Linked DNA regions of Sus scrofa: all the other regions are linked to region 2. Evidence: chromatin contacts called from public Hi-C, HiChIP or PLAC-seq and promoter capture Hi-C data. All regions are on one chromosome and are shown on one strand. Each heading gives the region's core, a stretch centred on a gene start, on an enhancer-like site or on the middle of the called end of the contact. The rest is flanking DNA. Distances are from core to core; before and after follow the strand shown.

Region 1 (3,065 bases), core at 65-2,564, 71 kb after region 2:
TCAGAAAGCCACCTGGCATCTACTGCTTTAAATGGTTCTGTTTTTAGTTCTTCTAATGGTCTCTCTACACTTCTAAAGATAGATTTATGTGGTTACTTCTCAATGCATTGATTTCTACTGAATTCTCATTGTGGGTTATACAACCTCCAGCCTCTTCCTGTTCTTATTTTGATGTGTTATATGCATTTGAGCTTCATAAACATGTTTTCCTTCCCTCAACTTTCTGCAGTTATCTTTTGATCTCCAATAAACAGAGTTTACATACTTATCATTAAGGAAGTAGAACCACGTAATGTGCTAGGATGGCATTTTCTTCTTTTCTAATTCAATGCCCTCAAGGAAAATGTCCCCAGAATCAATTTCAAGTGAATTCTTCTTTCATACACATTACCAATTGCTTAAAATCATGACATATTTTATTTTTGGATTATGTCTTTCCCACACCATCCCTCCCTGCCCCGGGCATTTCTGAGCTTCTATTTTCTTGTTGGGAGTAGCTAATAAAAATTGCTCATCTTTTTTGAGCAATTACCACATGCTGGGCACATTATAAAGTGCTTTATACATAATAATTAATGCAGTCTTCATGGCTACCCAAAGAGGAAAGGACAATAGCAGCTCCACTTTATGGACGAGGATATTGGACCACAGAGAGGTTACATGGTGGAGCGGACTCTGCCCAGCGTCCATGTCCACACGCTTTACTGCTCTGTTCTTTTCAAAAGGGACGTGTGCCATCTCCACCATATTTCAAATCCTTTCTGGCTCCCTACTCACTCTGAGTATTGCTCCCCTGTTCTAATTTAAATGTTTCTCTACATTTGGCTTATGTCTTTCTTGTTCAACTATTAAATTTTATTTTAAATGAACATTTTTGGAGGGCCGGTATTTGGCCTTCCACATCCAGGCAAGAGGTCCATGCAGTTCCTGGTAGTGAGTTGAGACCATTCGGCCAGAGAATTTTGGGTTCTGGGTCCTGCGAGCCTAGTTTGGAAAGGTGAGATGTCACAGACTCTGGGTGACCACGTTCCCTTGGCTCCAAAGACTCTCTGAGTGGTGGAGAGGGGGGCAGCTGGCAGATGGTCAGAGTGCCCACTGAAGAAGGAGACCCTCTGGCCTTGGTCCAAAGCCAATGCTGTTTTCTTCAAGTGGCTTTTAACAGCTTTTGAAAATAAATTCATCCTCAAAGCTCAGGGATCTGAAACCACTAAGATGATTGGGAAAAATGTACCTTAAGTTCTGCTTCCTGTCCAGCTGTGGGTGCCACTTAAGGGTCAGACCTACTGGGCAGTCTCTGGAGTACCAAGGCAAAGGGTGCCCATCCCTATCCGGAATCTGATCAGAAGGCAGATGCCATAAATTGCTGAGGCATTTCCCAGGAGGAAGGGATGCTCTGAAAGGCACATCCTCTTGGCTGTGGTGACTCCTCACCAGGAAGGGGCTACTGAATACTGAAACCAGGAGACTGAGTCACGGTGAAAATCTACTTATGATATGCCCAAGTAAAACTCCAACTAGATTGGCCCTCCTGCACACTGCAGCTATGAACCTCTGGATGAAAAATAAAATAAAATAAAATAAAATAAAATAAAATAAAATAAAATAAAATAAAATAAAATAAAATAAAATAAAATAAAATAGTAAAAGAAATAAAATAAAAAATAAATAGCATAAAAATAACATAAGATATAAAATAAAATAAAATAATAAAATAAAAGAAAAAACTTACCCAAAGCACTGGAGAATAAATAAAGCAGACAGATTCTGGAGGGGAGTCAAGACCCAAAAGAAGGGAATGGAATAGGGTGAGTTTCTCATTCTTTTTACAGCTTTCAACATATTACAGTTGGCACATTTGCGGGTGTCTAACATTTCAGTAGAAAACCTGCAGTATTTCTAGTCTGAAAATCCAAAGGACAGAGTTGAGAGCCATCACAGCCACAGGAAAGTGAGGGGGAAATTCTGGAAAGGTGAGAGCCAGAGAGAAGAGATCTTTATAAACTCTATACAAATCTCTGGCAGACCTCTAGTTCACACATTTGTTTGTATATATGAGACAGAAGACACACAGATCAGGTAAAGATAAGGAAATGAACTGATCTTTGAGCTTCTCGCCCTAAGACACTGTTTGAATTTTGAGCCCAACCAAGTTAACTACCTGACAAAACAACAACCACAAAAATCAGCACTCTGTAGGGGAATATAACATAATCCAGGGTCTTCATAACATAATGTTCACAATGAAATTCAAAGTTATTTGATGTACAAGAAAAGAAAAATGTGATCCATTTTCAAGAGAAAAGATAATCAATAAAGGCTGACCCTGTGATGACCAGATAATGATTTTAAAGCAGCCATTATGGTGATACTCAGCTATAAAGGAAAGTATGTTCATATTGAAGGAAATGATAGGAAAATATTGATAGAGAAACCAAAACTATAAAAAAGAACCAAATGGAACTTCTAAAACTGTAAAATTCAATATTTGAAATTTAACAAACCATTGAATAGGCTTAAGTCTCAAAGAATCATGAAATGAGAGAGCTAGGTAACATCAATGAGTAAAATACAAAAGCAAAATAAACAGGATCCTGGAACTAGGAACACAGAGATAAGGAGAAGCTAGTTTGGCAGAGACAGGGCACCTTATCTGCAGTAGCTTTTAAAACATTCAAAAATCTTGTTTCTCTTTTCTGCCTAAAATTATTATTATTGTTATTATTATTATTATTTGCTTTTCAGGTCTGTACCAGTGGCATATGGAGATTCCCAGGCTAGGGGTCCAATTGGAGCTACAGCTGCTGGCTTACACCACAGCCACTACAACATCAGATCTGAGTGGAGTTTGCCACCTACACCACAGCTCACAGCAATGCCGGATCCTTTAACCCACTGAGCGAGGCCAGGGATGGAATCTGCAACCTCATGATTTCTAATTGGATTCGTTTCCACTGCACCATGACAGGAACTCCTCTGCTTAAAATTATAATGCAAGTTTGTTATAGATTTTGAAAATGCAAATAAGAAAATAAACATCAATTATAATCGCACTGCTAGAGAATGCA
Region 2 (3,148 bases), core at 166-2,665:
GACCTCCATTAGCCTAAGGTGCGGCAGGAAAAAGACAAGACTAAAAAACAAACAAAAAATCCTGCCTTGTCACTGCAGCAGCTAGGGTCACTGCTATGGAGCAGGTTTGATCCTTGGCCAGGGGAACTTCCACATACTAGAGGGCAAGGCCAACAGAAAAAGCCCAGGGAGTTCCTGCTATGGCCCAAGGGGATGGGCAGGCTGTCTCTGCATTGCCAGGATGCAGGTTGGATCCCCAGCTGGATACAGTGGGTTAATGGATCTGGTTAAAGGCTTGGATCTGACCCCATGAGGTGGCAAAACCAACCAACAAACCAAAAAACTCCTATGTTCATAGAAACTGTTGTTCTCTTTTAAAATACGAGCCTTGGGTTGCTTATCCATTTATTCCCAAGAAGTTGTCCTTTTCCTCTTTGCTGCACCTCACTGGCAAACGAACTTAACTCTTTTCTCCTCCCTTTATTTACACACTGCAGAAAGGGTTATAAGTAAGGGAACTCTCCTCTCAACAAACTCTTCTTGGGGCACTTACAACGTACTCTGTGTTCAGAGAAACGAAACCCTGCTTTGCCCCCTGCCCAACCCCACCCGGAGGATGTGTGCGCGGGAACTCGCGGACAAGTAGCTACCACATAGTGTGATTGAAGTTCAAGACCAGTCAGACACAAAGGAGGAACTGATTAACTTGACCCGCACGTGCGTCGGAAACGCCTTCACAGAAGAGGTAGCTTCTTAGAATTTCGAGGCTGGGGGCCAGGGGGGCGGGAAGGAACCGCAAGCTGGGGCGCTGGCGTGACCGAGAAACAGAGAGGGAGGAGTGTCTGGACTAAGTGGCCAGGGGCCAGCCTCGGAAAGCAACTTTGATCAGTATCTTCCATGTGTAAGAGATCGGTTACTCGGCTCAGTGAACTTAACTCGGGAACTCAACGCCCCCTCCAGTGACTCCCCATGGCCCGGAACCCACTTGGTTCCGAGTGCCACGGGACCCACTGGCCGGACAGCGCGGGAGGAAGCCGCTGTTCCAGTGGGCGGCCGACGCCCTTCTCCCCGGAGCCGCTTGCGCGCGGCTCTCGGACCCTGGAATCGGCGCGAGGGGCTGGTGCTGGCCGCGACTTGGGGTGTCGGACGGGGCCTGGTGGGCTTCTCCCGGAAGGGGCTGGTGTCACTCGGGGGCCCGAGAAAGGGCGGCAGCCGGGGCCCGCAGCGGTCTTTCCCGACATGCTCTTCTCGAGGAGTATTTGAAACCCTCGGCCACAGCCACCTCCCCTCCCTCGGCCCCGTCGGGCCCCAGCAACAGGCGGCGGCCCGCGTGTCATTGGCCGGGCCGCGCGAAAGCGTGTTTTGATTGGCCGCCGCGCTTCCCGGCCCAGCTTCTGCGCTCACTGTCGCCTCCATTTTGTCGGTAGAGGCAGAAGGAGGAGGTCGGCCGGGACGTTAAGGTGGCCTGCAGCAGGCTCGTCGGTGCCCGTTGGCTTCGCTCGTTCCGTGCCTCGTCTCTCCCTGGAAGGGGAGGGGGGCTTCGACGCCGAGCAGGATCCGCCGCTGTCGTAGTCCCGAGCTTGAAGTCGGTGAGTGGCGGGCGCGGCCATGTTGGCGGCCGCGCTCCCCATTGTTGGGGGTAGGAAGTCAGATCCAGTGCCCGGCGGGCGCAGGCGGCGGGGAAGACCGGGTTCCCCGGCCGGGCCCGAGCAACGCGGAGCGGCTCGGAAACCCAGCCACATCGGAAGAGCCGAACTTTCCAGGCTCTTGTTGGGAATGACTCACGATCCGGGAATTCGTAGTTTCTTTAGGGCTGTTAAAATAGTCTGGAAGGGCCTCTCGCTCTTTCAAAAAAAAGAGGGCTTATTATTTATATGGTGACTTGGTTTCTTGGAATAGCAAACGAAATCTTGAATGTTTAATGTTCCTGATAGGCATTTTCATACATATTAGATGGGACAGTGACTTCAGTTATGGCTTGTGGAACTTCTTTTAAAATGGGGAGGAGTCAAGAGTTCAAAACTAAAGGAAACGCTGCATCACGTAAACCTGTTTGGAGAGGAGGCTTTGTGGAAACGGATGTGTAATGTGTGCAAAGATTGGAAAGTAATGGTGAGACTTTAAAAACATAGCTTCTTTAGGAAACACAGTTTAAGCCCATTTCTTGGCATGGCTGTGAAAGTTAATGCTTCTGTGGTTTGACTGGTTTTGGTCACAGAATCCGTGTGAGAATCTGAAAAGTTCCTAGAAAAAAGATACAACTTATTGAGAGGTCTGGCGGACACCCTTCCCCAATTCCTTATGAGTTCCTGGATCTCAAGGCTTAGAAGAGTTCTTAGATGATGACAGTTCTAAGGTCAAAGCCATCTTTAGAGACATTATTTTCTGCCTTTTAATTAGGAAGTAGCCATTTAACTATTTCTGTAGCAAATAATAAATGATCGCTTTCTCCTGTTTAACACGTGAAATAATTTAGAAATCTTTGCTTTTTAGCTAGGACTTCTCTCAAGGTTGTGTGCTGAGGAGACTCAGATGTTGGCCTCAGTTCCTAGGCTGAACTCAGCAGATCGGCCCATGAAAACTTCTGTATTGAGACAAAGGAAAGGATCTGTCAGAAAGCAACATCTCTTATCCTGGGCTTGGCGGCAAGGAAGAGGACAGGTGGTGGAAATCCTGCAATCTGAAAAGCAGACTGAAAGGTATCCAAGACTTCATGTTGAAATGGGGCAGACATTTTTATGGACTCATCCTAAACTGTTTAAGTAGAGGATCATACCAATTTGTAAGTTCATTTTTCTCAAGAAGTAACAAAGGCTGTGCATATGAAGTGTGGGCATTGTAATTAAGTAAAAAGCAGCTGAATAGCACATCTTTGAGTCTTCACCAAGGTTTCTGGGGTTACAAGTTGTGACTACTGAAGTTTTTTTAAAGTTTTAAACTATCTTAAGTGGAATTTTACTTAGCATTTTGTTTCCATTTGCTTACAGGTGACAAAGAAGCTGAAGATGGGTGGTGGAGAGAGGTATAACATTCCAGCCCCTCAATCTAGAAATGTTAGTAAGAACCAACAACAGCTTAATAGACAGAAGACCAAGGATCAGAATTCCCAGATGAAGATTGTTCATAAGAAAAAGGAAAGAGGACATACTTACAATTCATCAGCAGCTGC
Region 3 (3,116 bases), core at 457-2,956, 91 kb after region 2:
GATGTGTAAGGCTCCTTTCTCCTCCAGAGCCTTTGATCCCAAGCTCATGGCTTATCTGGGCCTGGGGGCAGGAAGGGGAGTCTGCGGCTGGAAACCGCAGGTGGATTTTCAGGGAGCTGCTTTGAGTAGAGCAGAGCGAGCCCCCCTTGCAGAGCTGCGTTGAGCGGAGCACACCCTCCCCCTGAGCTGCTCTGCTCCCTGTGGCCCCCAGATGGAAGGACCTTTCTGCCCTCGCAGAAGGAAGGTGCTTTTTTCTGCTCAGGACAAGGGGATCCTTCTTAGCACATGCTTGTCAACCCCAAGTAAAGCCTCAATCCACACTCAGCAAAGCTGGGCTGTGCTTCGAGAGCAAGGTCAGAGGTCAACGGTGCCCTCTCATGATACAGCATCTCCTTTGGGGCCTGGGGTGGGGGTGATATTCTGCCTCCCTGTCCCCTCAAAACACCCTTCCCACCCTGACCATCTCTACATAGGGTGCTTTGAGCAGGATCCAAGGCAGAGGCATCTCTTAATATGGGGATCGAAGGCTGAAAACCCCAAGAGTCCTGTCCTATGTCCCTTCCCCCCACCCTCAGTGAAGGCTCCAAAGTTCCAGCCAAACCCTGGGGAGGGCGACTGGAGAGATTTCTGGACCGATTCTCTAGCCTTGAATCTTGGTATTTAAACCCTCTGGGCCTCTGGGGGCACAGCCTTGGCCCTGGCTTAGGCACTATCTGCGGTCGTTGTGGGGATCGAGGGAGAGGACACTTCAAAAGCCAGAAAGTTGTGCACCAATACGCCAGATAATTATGACAAGACTCCGTAGCTATTAAGCACCCACTTGAGGCCAAGCCCTGTGCCAGGAGTTTGCACGGTGATGACAAAGGCCAAATTGGCATCATCTTGGCTGGGATTTGGGACGGGACCCTGAAACCACGATTCCTTCCTCGTCAGCAATCCTGCATTTACCGCAGTCCTTGGCACATAGGGAGGCTACAGAAATCAGTGGTAGGGCGGAAAAACACCGAATGCTTAAGAATAAGGCTTGTATTTATCTCTTAACCAGGTCTCACTCCTCCAAGGGCCATGAGGTGGACGTGGGTTGGAGAAGTGAGCTCCAGGGAGTTTCCATCGTGGCTCAGCAGTTTAAGCACCCATGAGGACATGTGTTTGATCCTTGGCCTTGCTCAGTGGGTTAAAGGATCCGGTGTTGCCGTGAGCTGTGTAGGTCGCAGACTTGGCTTGGATCTGGTGTTGCTGTGGCTGTGGCTTAGGCCGGCAGCTGCAGCTCTGATTCAACCCCTAACCTGGGAACCTCCAGGCCTGCTCTGCTCTAGCCCAGACTGTTTCATAGAGACAGCCTTCCTATCCCACATCTCAGGCTGCAGGGGCAGGAAGGAATATATGAGAGAGCGTCCCTTTTGACTTGCTCGAGTTATAGATGAAAATTGAGGTCAGAGAGGGACAGTGACTAGCCCAAGGCTACACAGTCAGTGGCAGGGCCAGGAGTGAAATCCAAATGAGAGGAAAAATCAGTATTATTGAGCCTGTCTTTAAACTTTTGGCATTGTTTTCTCTATAGTCTTTGTTTGGCATTCCTTTTGATTTTTAAAATGATTGCATGAAATGAATTATTTATCTTGATCACTGAGATTTTAGCGCCCCCTAAAGTCTGTGCATGAGTTGAGTGCCTGCTTGCCTTGCCCTCTCCTGACTCCCCGCCCTGTGCTCCGGGCACTGCCTGGAGGCGGAGCCCTGAAGTCAGAGCTACCCTTACCTCTTCAATGCAGACAAGCCCTGCTCCTGTCTGCGGGTCATACTGGCCAGCTGGGAACTCTCTCTTCTGGAAGAACCACTGGAAGCGGGTTTCTTTCTTGGTGTTGGTCACCTAAGGAAGGTGCCGAGTCAAGAGACCCCTTCAGGCTTTGGCTTTTAAGTGAAGACTTAGTTTGTCAGAACTTTTGTTGTAAATGTGACCCCCCCACATTTCCCCCCCACCCCACTTCTCTCTGTCTCTTCTGATGGCTTCTAGACACTGGACTTTCGCTAATGATGTTTCCTCTGCTTCTCAATCCTTCTCCTATTCCATTTTTCCTGTAAATGCCTATCTCATCTCCTCCAGGAAGCCTTCCTAGAGTGCCCCTTATCATGAGTAATCAATTTCTTGCACCCCTCCATCACAGCAGGAGGCATGCTGTTCTCCCATGATCTTGCTTTGGACCGTGGGATCCTAGAGGCCTAAGGAGACCACTGTTTCATCTTTGTACGCCCAGTGCTTGCAGAATGTCTAACGCAGAGTAGGTGCTCTGCATTGGTTGAACGGCTACGCTTCATGGGGTGTGCCCTCCCCCTGTATCTAAAAGGCTGCAGGGTGCTGAGAAGGAGCAAATGTTTTGGAGTCAGACACCCTCTGACTCCCCCAGCTCAAGGCTCTCTCTTACTGTGTGGTCTTGAGCTATTCCTCTGCTTATTTTCTCATGGGTAAAGTGGAATCATAACGCCTCTCTCACAGATGACTGTGAGGCAGTTGAGATAAAAGAATGCCCTGAAGCGCTGAGCACAGGGTCTGGCAAGACTGACACTCAGAATCCACCCTCAGACCCCTGACCCCCCCAAACCCCTCCCAGAGCAGCTGGCAGATCTAGCTCAAGGCTGACCTAACACCCGCCCACTAACTCACTCTAACTCGGCTCCTTGGGATTTTGTTTCCTGGTTAAATACAAAATTCTTAGGGCTACTTCCTCTGCTGGGGAACAGACTAGCGCAGGGCATGGTGTTTCCAGGAGTGGGGCAAGATGGGCAAGGGGCTTGGGAACAGCCACAGGTCTGGCCCCATTGGTTTGGGGGCAGGGCTGGAGGCGGGGGCGGGGATTTGCCTTGCAGGTCAGCAGCACTTGGCAGTCCTCCGTGACCTTCCACTGCAGAGGCTCCTCGAAATACGGACCTGGGAGGGACAAACACACACGACCATCGGTCAGAGCGCCAGGCTTAGCCTGGGCGCCACCTGGTGGCGAGACAGGGGAAGGCAGCTGAAGAGGGGCATCTAGTGACCACTGGCCGCTCGGATTTTGGGATTTCCGTCCCCATCAGGGCGGGGACTGGGGTGAATGAAGTAAGGGAGGCCCTTAGGGTGCAAA
Region 4 (3,429 bases), core at 638-3,137, 92 kb before region 2:
TGAACCCAGCAGTGTGGATCTAGAGTGCTTGCTCTCAATCCCTAGGCCACATTACCTCTGCCACCCTCGGTTCCCCAGTCTTCTTTTGTCCTGGTTAAGCACCTATTTCATTCCTTCTATAAAGTTCTCCATAGTAATAATGCCCTCTAACCACACAAATCCCAGGCCACAACTTCTGAGCTATGGTGTCTATATCAAACAGCCGATAATGACTAAAGCCCAGTGCTAACTTCCAGACATCAGCACCTCATTTAGTCCCTACATGACAAGGACTATCACTATCCCAACTACAAAGAGGAAGAAACAGCCTCAGAAATACCCCAGTTCACCCAGTAGGAAGTGAGGAAGTTTGGACTTAACTGTCTGCTTCTGACACCAAGTCTATGCTAGTAACCTTGAACCTACTACCTACCACCATCTCACTACACCAGGAATTTTTTCAAAGCACATTTACATCCACCATCTCATTTAATTTTCTTAACTTGGCAAGTTGGAATTACTAGCTTTTCTGGCACATGAGTAGTTGATGGGGGAGGGTGGCCTAGGAGACACTGAAGTGGTTTTCTGAGAGGGGCCCATTGCCAAGACAGTGAAATTTTTACCACTATACAGTTTTTTTGTTTTTTTTTAATTTTTTTTTTTTTTTTTTTTGGTCTTTTTGCTATTTCTTTGGGCCGCTGCTGCGGCATATGGAGGTTCCCAGGCTAGGAGTCGAATCGTCGAATCGGAGCTGTAGCCACCGGCCTACGCCAGAGCCACAGCAACGCGGGATCCGAGCCGCGTCTGCAACCTACACCACAGCTCACGGCAACGCCGGATCGTTAACCCACTGAGCAAGGGCAGGGACCGAACCCGCAACCTCATGGTTCCTAGTCGGATTCGTTAACCACTGCGCCATGACGGGAACTCCCAACACTATACAGTTTTAATTCCTTCTAAACTCTAAGGCAACAAAATTCATCGATCACTCACGGGCCTAGAACAATGTCAAATGCTTTACCTACATCTTCTTTAATCTCCAAACCCACACTGAGGTAACATTTTTTCATGCTATAGTTCAAGAAAAGGGGTTTAGAGACCTGTCACTCAACCTAAAAAAGTGGCGTCATAACCACTGGCTCACCACAATTTTTGAGCTTTAACCAACACAGTGTATTCAACCCTTTAAACGATTAGGTCCACTCACTGAGCATGGGAAAGAAGAGGGAAAACATCAGGACACAATTCCAAGGTAATCACACTTAGCCCCACATGATCCAAATCCTGCTCTGCACCCTGGAACAGCTCGCCAAGCGTCCCCAAACGCAACAAGAGCTGGAAATGGAGACGGACAGAGGGGGATAACCTTGCTTTTTCCACTGGCAACGGACAGAGTATTCACGATTTTCACTGTGTCACTTTAGTCTGAAGTTAAAGTTCAATCGGACAGAGAAAGATGCCAGAGACACCAGGAAGAACCTAAGCCAGGGAATTAGGACGTCTGGGATGGCGTCTCAGGTCCTGACAACCTGGACAAGTCGCTCCCCATCTCTGGGCCTCAGTTTCCCTATGCCCCTCAAGAGCTTTGGGCGGGACAGACAGGGTTCAAGACGCCGAGGCCCTCTGTGAAAGAGCTGTCGGCCTTCGCCTTTCACAGACCAGCCGCTACGGGTCAAGCCCCCGACCTTCACCGTCAAGGTGCCTTCAGGACCGCCCCCGGGCGGGTCGGGGCACTTACAGCCCGAAGGGATGCCAAGCCCACCAGTCTCCGTAGCGGCACCTTTCTTACTGTCGCCATCTTGCCCCAGCTTCCCCCGCGGCTGCCCAGCAGAGGTCCGCGCGTCCCCCTTCGCCAGCTGGGCATGGCCCCGCCCCCAGGCGGGGCCTCTGGGACGACGTGGTGACGCACTACGCTGGCTCCGCCCCCAGCCTGTCTAAGTTTTTCGTCTTTTCTGACGCTCTTTGTGTGCCAGGCGAAGTGAGGCGCTAAGACTATAAAGATGAACAAAAGTTAACCAAAGTCTCTGACTTCAGGGGTTTGTAGTCTAGGGGGTATGGGGAGACAGATGTTAACAATCACGCAATTATAAGATGAAGCGTTACTATTTGCCATGCACTGTTCTGAGTTGTTTGCATATAATAATTCATTAATCATGATCTTTGGGACTCAAATGCAGGCAGTTGACTCAAGAAAGAGAAGCGTCCTTTGATTTCACACCTCGAAGAATAAGTAAGATTTACCCAGGTAAAGAGGATACAAGAAGAATTTTCCGGACAGAGCATAGCATTATGCAAAGGCCCCTAGGCAAAGAAATTGAATGTTTAGAGCAGCGTTTTTCAAAATTGAATGCCTGTGACCAGTGTTGTACCCCATTGGTCATAAAATCAATTTAGTGGGTACTTTTTAAAAAATCCTTTTTTATTAAAAGCTTTAAAAAAATCAGGAATCCACATTGGATTTTGTTGCTTGTTTTTTCTCTAGTGGCTTATTAAATAAATAGTACTTTAGTAGGTACTTTTTTTTTTTTTTTTTGGTCTTTTTAGGACTGCACCCGCAGCCTATGGAGGATCCCAGGCTAGAGGTCTAATCGGAAAGCTGTTGCCGCCGGCCCACGCCAGAGCTACAGCAACGCCAGATCCGAGCCTCGTCTGTGACCTACAGCAGTGCCAGATTCTTAACCCACCGAGTGAGGCCAGGGATCGAACCTGCAACCTCATGGTTCCTGATCGGATTCATTTCCGCTGCACCACGACAGAGAACTTCTTTAGTGGGTACTTTTTAAAAGAAATAGCATAGGAGTTACTGTTGTGGCTCACTGGGTTAAGAACTCGACTAATATACATGATGACGTGGGTTTGATCTCTTGGTCTTGCTCAGTAGTTTAAGGATCTGGTGTTGCTGCAAGCTGCAGCGTAGGTTGCAAATGTAGCTCAGATCTTGCTGTGGTTGTGGCTTAGGCTGGCAGCTGCAGCTCTGATTTGACCCCTAGTTGGGGAACTTCTATATGCCACAGGTGTGGCCATAAAAATAAATAAGACAAAATAAGTAGGATAGAAAATATCGCAGTGCATTGTATAAATAGAAATCTAAGTACTGCTTTACAAAACTTCTGTTATTACACAACAAACTAGGTTGCACTGTAAAATTTATTACTGTAGGCTGCAATTAGAAATTTCTGAAAATATTGCTTCAGAAAGATGAAAAGAAGGCTAGAAGGACTGGAGAGCAGGAGGGAGTTAAAACGGGACTTCCTACTAAGATGAGAGAGATTGGCAGGGACTATACCAGGGGGCTTTGGAGAACATGTTAATAACAGCTATCCTTACAGCAATGCATTTGAAGGATTCTATGCAGGAAGATATGATCAAATTTGCATTTTGTAAATAGTCACTGTGGCTCCTGGGTGTATGGATATCCAACTGGTGAGTGAACTGACTGGCATTCTTGGG

The links. Promoter capture Hi-C pulls out the DNA fragments that hold promoters and counts their contacts. A called contact is a pair of places that touch in the nucleus more often than the background predicts. HiChIP or PLAC-seq counts read pairs in DNA pulled down with a chosen protein or histone mark.
Region 1: a contact with region 2 is called in a Hi-C map of retroperitoneal adipose tissue, with 1.9 times the contacts expected there. The contact joins the enhancer-like site here to the promoter of PNRC2 in region 2. A contact is called at or near these places in 14 of 47 Hi-C or Micro-C datasets (alveolar macrophages, blood, brain and 9 more) and 2 of 2 datasets of contacts at active chromatin or transcription factors (alveolar macrophages and skeletal muscle).
Region 3: a promoter capture Hi-C map of liver shows a contact between it and region 2, with 8 times the contacts expected there. The contact joins the enhancer-like site here to the promoter of PNRC2 in region 2. A contact is called at or near these places in 3 of 5 promoter capture datasets (liver and skeletal muscle), 16 of 47 Hi-C or Micro-C datasets (alveolar macrophages, brain, embryonic fibroblasts and 8 more) and 2 of 2 datasets of contacts at active chromatin or transcription factors (alveolar macrophages and skeletal muscle).
Region 4: an H3K27ac HiChIP or PLAC-seq map of alveolar macrophages shows a contact between it and region 2. The contact joins the promoter of HMGCL here to the promoter of PNRC2 in region 2. A contact is called at or near these places in 1 of 47 Hi-C or Micro-C datasets (embryonic fibroblasts) and 1 of 2 datasets of contacts at active chromatin or transcription factors (alveolar macrophages).

The regions. Positions count from the first base shown.
Region 1 is chr6:81,792,842-81,795,906 of Sscrofa11.1, forward strand. No RefSeq gene overlaps it. Among named protein-coding and RNA genes, the nearest start is that of SRSF10, 53 kb to the left of the region's middle. Within about 2 kb of position 1,315, at least 4 of the 83 cell types and tissues checked have an H3K27ac peak or open chromatin away from gene starts, as enhancers often do. A contact at or near this core is called in omental adipose tissue and retroperitoneal adipose tissue, where this site is marked.
Region 2 is chr6:81,721,511-81,724,658 of Sscrofa11.1, forward strand. It overlaps PNRC2 (proline rich nuclear receptor coactivator 2), which reads left to right and starts at 1,416. Exons shown (of 3, transcript NM_001244508.1): 1 at 1,416-1,568; 2 at 2,473-2,678; 3 at 2,967-3,148. The coding sequence starts at 2,985.
Region 3 is chr6:81,812,370-81,815,485 of Sscrofa11.1, forward strand. MYOM3 (myomesin-3) reads right to left here. Exons shown (of 38, transcript XM_021095533.1): 29 at 2,856-2,923; 30 at 1,757-1,867. Among named protein-coding and RNA genes, the nearest start is that of MYOM3, 46 kb to the right of the region's middle. Within about 2 kb of position 1,707, at least 35 of the 83 cell types and tissues checked have an H3K27ac peak or open chromatin away from gene starts, as enhancers often do. A contact at or near this core is called in alveolar macrophages, fetal skeletal muscle, liver and 3 more, where this site is marked.
Region 4 is chr6:81,628,567-81,631,995 of Sscrofa11.1, forward strand. HMGCL (hydroxymethylglutaryl-CoA lyase, mitochondrial) reads right to left here and starts at 1,888. Exons shown (of 9, transcript XM_005656051.3): 1 at 1,760-1,888. The coding sequence starts at 1,843.